Regions from separate parts of the Hordeum vulgare genome. Here region 2 is linked to region 1. Evidence: chromatin contacts called from public Hi-C data. All regions are on one chromosome and are shown on one strand. The core of a region is the stretch at or near the end of the contact, and the rest is flanking DNA. Distances in the headings are between cores, read along the strand shown.

Region 1 (2,895 bases), core at 219-2,718:
TTCACATATTTTACAATATGTTCATGATACTTTAAAAAATATATCCATACAATGTTAGAAAATAATCCTTTCGTTTCTAATTATAAGTCTTTTAAAATATTTTACTATGAACTACATACTGATGTATATAGACATATTTTAAATTGTAAATTCATTTATTTTAATCCTTATATAATGTTTAGTAAAATATTAAAAAAAAAATTAAAAAACAGAGAGAATATTAGGGAAGGGCGAGTACCGCAGGACCTGATCTTTGATGTTCTTTGCGGTAAATAGGAGGGTGCAGCACAGAAAGCGTCTTGGGTGGCCTGGCCCATGGGGCGGGCAAACTGTCGTTAGTCGGAATCGAGTCATACCCTGCCTACCATTGCATATGGCGATATAGAGAACTAAATTACTATTGCTAACATTTTAAAATTTTAAAATTTGTTTGAAATACTAATGTTCTGAATGCGAACATTTTTTAAAAATATGCTCATTTTGAAAAACTGTGACATTTTTCATAATACATTTAAAAACACCAATTTTTGAACTTGTGAGCATTTTATAAAATATGAATATTTTATGAAAATATGAAACATTTTTGTAAATAAAAAAATCTGAAAATGTTTTTTTTGTCTTTTGGACATTTTTAAAGAACAGAAATACATTTTTATAATTATGAACATTTAAAAAAAGTAAAGGAACAAAAAAGAAACCAGACAGTGTCCTTCTAGAAGGTTCCCAAAGGCAAATCATGCGGTATGTGGATTTACCTAAAGTTCGACGCAATGAGTTTCACATAGGAGTTTCTTAAAGAAAAGAGTGTCAAATAGGGAATACCGGATACTGTTCGCAATAACTGATTTACTGGAGGATTCGCGACCGAAAATCCATAGCTGGACATGATTACGTCTTATCCCGGTTGAACAATAAAATGAAATAAAATAGCGAAAGAATTCAAAATATATAGTTATACATTAAAGATGAGCAAGTTTTCTATGGGCGTACAAAGTTTCATGGCAATGTGGCATAGGAGGAGCTGGGACAAAAATACACAACCAGTGCGCCAAAACAAAAAATCCTGAACCCTTTTTAAAACTCTTATTTTTGTCCATTGCCCCTATGAATGATGTCATATTGACATGGATTTTTTGATACACTTGCAAAACTTGTGGATCTTTCGTACCAAAAAATTCTTTATTTTTATATTTCTTTTGATTTTAATGTTCATCGCCAGGAGTAGATTTTTTTCAGAGATAACTGTACTTTCGTTGATTTTGTTTTTGAGCGAATAGAATTTTGATTTTACTGTTTATCACTACTAGGAGTCTAGGAGTATATGGACTGATTGGGTGCTGCGGTTCTGAGCCGTAAACTGCGATATTGTGGCCCGTGGGCTTGTGTTTGGACCTCGGGGGACTATCCCGGTCCATCCAGAGCCTTCCGAGAGGCCGAGTGGTCTCTGATTCGGCCCGCTTGGCCGTATATAAAAGCGAAATGGTTCGGCTCATTTGGCTAGAACCCTAGAACGCTCGACCCTCCGCCGCCGCCGACCCCACGCTTCTCCTGTGCAGCTCCGAGGTAGGCTTTGCCCCAATCTCATCCTCTTCGCAGTCAATTTTGCGGTAGCCAAGCGCCCTCCTGCAACGATCTTGTCACCTAGTGGAAACCTGTGTAGTTCTGCGAGTATCTACGTCTCTTTGGTAGGGGAATTATTTGTAGGATTTAGAGATATGTGTTCTTGATTGGTCGTCTTAGATATGTGCTGTATAGTTTTTTGCTTAATTCCTGCTCTGCTAGGTCTCTAGCTTGCCCTTTCGCATCAGATTTCAGGAATACCCCCATTAGACCTCGGATTTCCCCATTTACAAACACGCCCGGTCATTTGGATCTATTCGTGCGTGGATTATTGCGTATCATAAGATCGAAATTTGAATATCTCTAGTGAAGAAACCTCGGGCTTCCAAGTCTCGGATCTAAGATGCACCGTTGAGTCATGTTGATTAGTTTCCTTTCACGCATAAATGCATAATTGAAATTTTTATGTGCATAATCCCCTATACTTGAACCCTCCAATGTTTATCTATCTGAAATTTCTTAGTTAGGGATAATTGCTATTTGTTGATTTTATATCGAAGCCTCTTTCTGTTTTCAGGTAATTCGTAGTTTACACGATGAAGATGATCGCTGCCTACCTGCTCGCCTACCTGGGTGGGAACTCTTCCCCGACTGCCGGTGACATCAAGAACATCCTGGAATCAGGTAATTCTACTTTGTTGGGTGCAAGTTGTAGTTGTTCAGATGCTTTTACTTAGACAGTGCTTCCAGCTTTTCTTATGGTTTGGTATATTTGGCATGGTCTACTTTTGTTGCTGAACACAAATCCAATAATTTTTTCAGTGGGGTCCATTGAATTTTAATTCATTATAAGTTTAAATTGTACAATAACCTACTGCTAGTTGTGATTAAGTTTACATCTCAAAACATCTGGTACTTTGATAGAATGTGAGAGCAAAAAAGGCTTATTACCTGGGGAATTTTTATGAAAATATTTTATACCATCTGTGTATCATTTCACTAAATAATGACTTCTGTTCTCTTGTACAGTTGGGGCTGAGGCTGATGAAGAAAAACTTAAGTTCCTTCTTGCTGAACTCAAGGGTAAGGACATCACAGAAGTGATTGCAGCTGGAAGGGAGAAGTTTGCCGCTGTGCCTTCAGGTGGGGGTGCCATTGCTGTGGGAGCTCCAGCTGCTGCAGCTGGTGGTGCCGCAGCACCTGCTGCTGAGTCAAAGAAGGAGGAGAAGGTTGAAGAGAAGGAAGAATCTGATGACGTAAGTGTTTCTCTAGCTTGCAATGGTTTCCAGTTACTTTAGTGCTGCCCATATGTTATTCTAGCTCGATTTTGCTTAT
Region 2 (2,895 bases), core at 132-2,631, 340 kb before region 1:
TTGCTAGTATACTCCTACGATGTGTATTTTCTCTTCACGTACCGTTCGAGTGGACGCGCCACCTTAGATCATCTCTAGTGGCTTGTGTAAATTTGGTAGTCTATATCTTCATATAGACAATGGTTTAAATTTTTTAAAATTTAGACAACCTCTGTTTTCCAACGGATTGTCTAAATTTGATAGTCTATATTTCGAGCAATATAGATACAGAAAGGAGCAAATTCAGAACCGACGGCAAATACAGAGCCCGCCGTCGCTCGGTTGCTCGTAGCACGCGTTGGCGCACGCTCGCTCGCGCTCACCGCCGCCACTCGCAGCCGCAACCGCCGCCGCTCGCGCACGCAGCCGCCGCTCGGTTGCTCGCAGCACACGCTGGCGCACGTTCGCTCGCGCATGCGCACGACGCAGCCGCTCGCGTCAGATCCGCCGCCGCCGCTCGCGCTCTCCCATCACTCTCTCTCTCTCTCTCTGGTCACTCTGCTCTCTACGAAACTGAAGAAACGGAAGCGGGAGAGAGCTCGTGGCAGACAACTCTAGTTTGCTGGTCATGGCTCGGTTGTCCAAATGTGAACAACCGGTAGCGATTTGATGAATGTGTAGAATTTAGACTACCTCATACACCAGCCGCCGGAGGCGTTTTTTAATCTCTGATAGTCTATATTTGGTTTAGACTGCCACATACACTAGCCATTAAAGATGCTCTTACTGCACGATAGCCATCCGTGACTGTGATGTGCCTGAAGTAGTATCGAGCATCGGCAACCGGTACACAAAAAACAGGTTTCGTATGGGGTCTATAACCGTGCCAGCATGGCTACAAATCCACACCACACAACAAACAGGCTGCATCACAGATCCTCTCTCCCTTTCAGTCCCGCCTCGCCCCCGCAAGTGGACACGTCCGTCCATTTGCAAGGGTGTAGCAACCACCGACTGCATGGAGTGCAGGCACATGAGACGAGGCCTATAAAAAATAGTACAATGAACCGAACCAAGATAAAAAAAAATACAATGAATCGTGAGTTAGTAGTCCTACTCCGACGGATGCAAGAGCGAATATGATAATGGAGGGGGCACATACCCATACCCCCATATCTGCAACAGGACAATATGAAAATGCCCGATCGGATCGGATCCAGACGCGTGGTAGCACGAGGGAGATAAAAAAAAAACATAATTTTAAAGAACTTAGGGCAAGGGCAATAAAACACAATCTTTCTTTTTTGGCAGTGAAACACCATTAATGCCGCGGTCACATCACATGCTGCCCTCAGCTAAACCATGGTTTGTTTTTACTGCACCTGCACGAGGCCCAGCGAACCTTGCACGACGCCCAGCTGCCGGTCCACCTTCCATTCCCCCCCTCATCTGCTCCGCCTTTCCTTTCCTTTCCTTTCCCCTGCGCAAACCGTACAGTATAAAATTTGCCCCCTGCATCTCGGCGAATCTGACTGAGGCTTGGTCAGTCAGACAGACAGAGAGAGCCCCATGGACGCGGAGACCAAGGCCAAGGACGCATGGCGCCTTCCGCTGGTGCTCTTCCTCGGCCAGCTCGTCGCCTTCTCCATGGCGTCCGCCAGCTTCGCCTCCTCCTTCCTCGCCAATCTCGGTACCCGTCCTCCTTCTCACTGCCTCCTCAGTAGTCAGCAGCCTGATCCCCATCATTTCCCCACCAGCACCTGCGAATCCTCTTTTCTTTCTACTCAATTACGAATTACCCATCGCACGCACCTACGTGCGTATCATGCAGGGGTCAACGCACCGCTCACGCAATCCTTCTTCGCCTACCTCCTGCTGACCCTGATTTATGTGCCGATCCTCTTGCATCGACGGCAGAAGCCACGGGTGAGCATGAAATCCAGTCATGAGAACTCGCCTTATGCACCTTCAGCTTCGCACACCTCGCTCTATACGCCACTCTCGTGCTGCAGATACCCTGGTACTGGTACTTGGCGCTGGCCTTCGTCGACGTCCAGGGGAACTATCTGGGTGAGCACAAAGCAAGCAATACGCATTTCGGTCAGATACCAGATGCAGTACGCATGTGATGATTCTGAAACTTGTGTTTCAGTTGTCAAGGCGTACCAGTACTCGTCCATCACCAGCGTAACGCTGCTGGATTGCTGGACCGTCGTATGGGTCATCATACTCACCTGGTACGCGCTAGGCACCAGATATTCTTTCTGGCAATTTCTGGGGGCAGGGACCTGCGTGGCAGGGCTGGGCCTTGTGCTCCTTTCAGATGCAAAATCTCCAGATGAGCAAGGTATATATGGGTTATAACACCAACAAGTTAAATTACATTGCCGGCTACTTAAAGTCTCAGTGACAAGCGTTGGGTAGGCACAGGATGAAGTTCTTGATGGTATGCATCATGTTTATATATCCTCTTTCTTCAGAAGAAAATCGTGATCGTACAGTAGTCTAGGAGACCAAATTTACTGCTGAATTCATGCTAATTTTTTAGGTAGCTGAATAACATATCAAACTGGCACTAACAACTTGTATGATGCGCCCAAATAAAACCTAAATATATATATATATATATATATATATATATATATGTAAACTAACTATATGATCCCTACAGTCTGGAACCGTTTCTCAACTTTTATCAGCTTAAAAAAACCTTCATTTTCTGCAGATCCAGGTAGAATACCACTTCTAGGGGATGCCCTTGTTATTGCCGGGACAGTCTGTTTTGCATTTAGCAATGTTGCAGAGGTTTGTGATGCATTATATGTATCTTCCTACTATTCAGCAATATTCTCTCAAAATTCTCGTAAGTGTATCATTTCGTTTCAATATGTAGGAATACTGTGTCAAGAAGAACGACCGGGTAGAACTTATCGGGATGCTTGGACTATTTGGCCTGCTTGTCAGTGCAATTCAGAT

The links. A called contact is a pair of places that touch in the nucleus more often than the background predicts.
Region 2: a contact with region 1 is called in a Hi-C map of leaf, with 2.7 times the contacts expected there. The contact joins the promoter of LOC123446164 here to the promoter of LOC123446135 in region 1. A contact is called at or near these places in 1 of 6 Hi-C or Micro-C datasets (leaf) and 1 of 1 datasets of contacts at active chromatin or transcription factors (embryo).

The regions. Positions count from the first base shown.
Region 1 is chr1H:468,619,694-468,622,588 of MorexV3_pseudomolecules_assembly, reverse strand. LOC123446135 (60S acidic ribosomal protein P2B-like) reads left to right here and starts at 1,468. Exons shown (of 4, transcript XM_045122835.1): 1 at 1,468-1,563; 2 at 2,138-2,244; 3 at 2,590-2,816. The coding sequence starts at 2,157.
Region 2 is chr1H:468,955,193-468,958,087 of MorexV3_pseudomolecules_assembly, reverse strand. It overlaps LOC123446164 (solute carrier family 35 member F2-like), which reads left to right and starts at 1,381. Exons shown (of 10, transcript XM_045122845.1): 1 at 1,381-1,609; 2 at 1,751-1,845; 3 at 1,932-1,989; 4 at 2,072-2,266; 5 at 2,645-2,724; 6 at 2,813-2,895. The coding sequence starts at 1,489.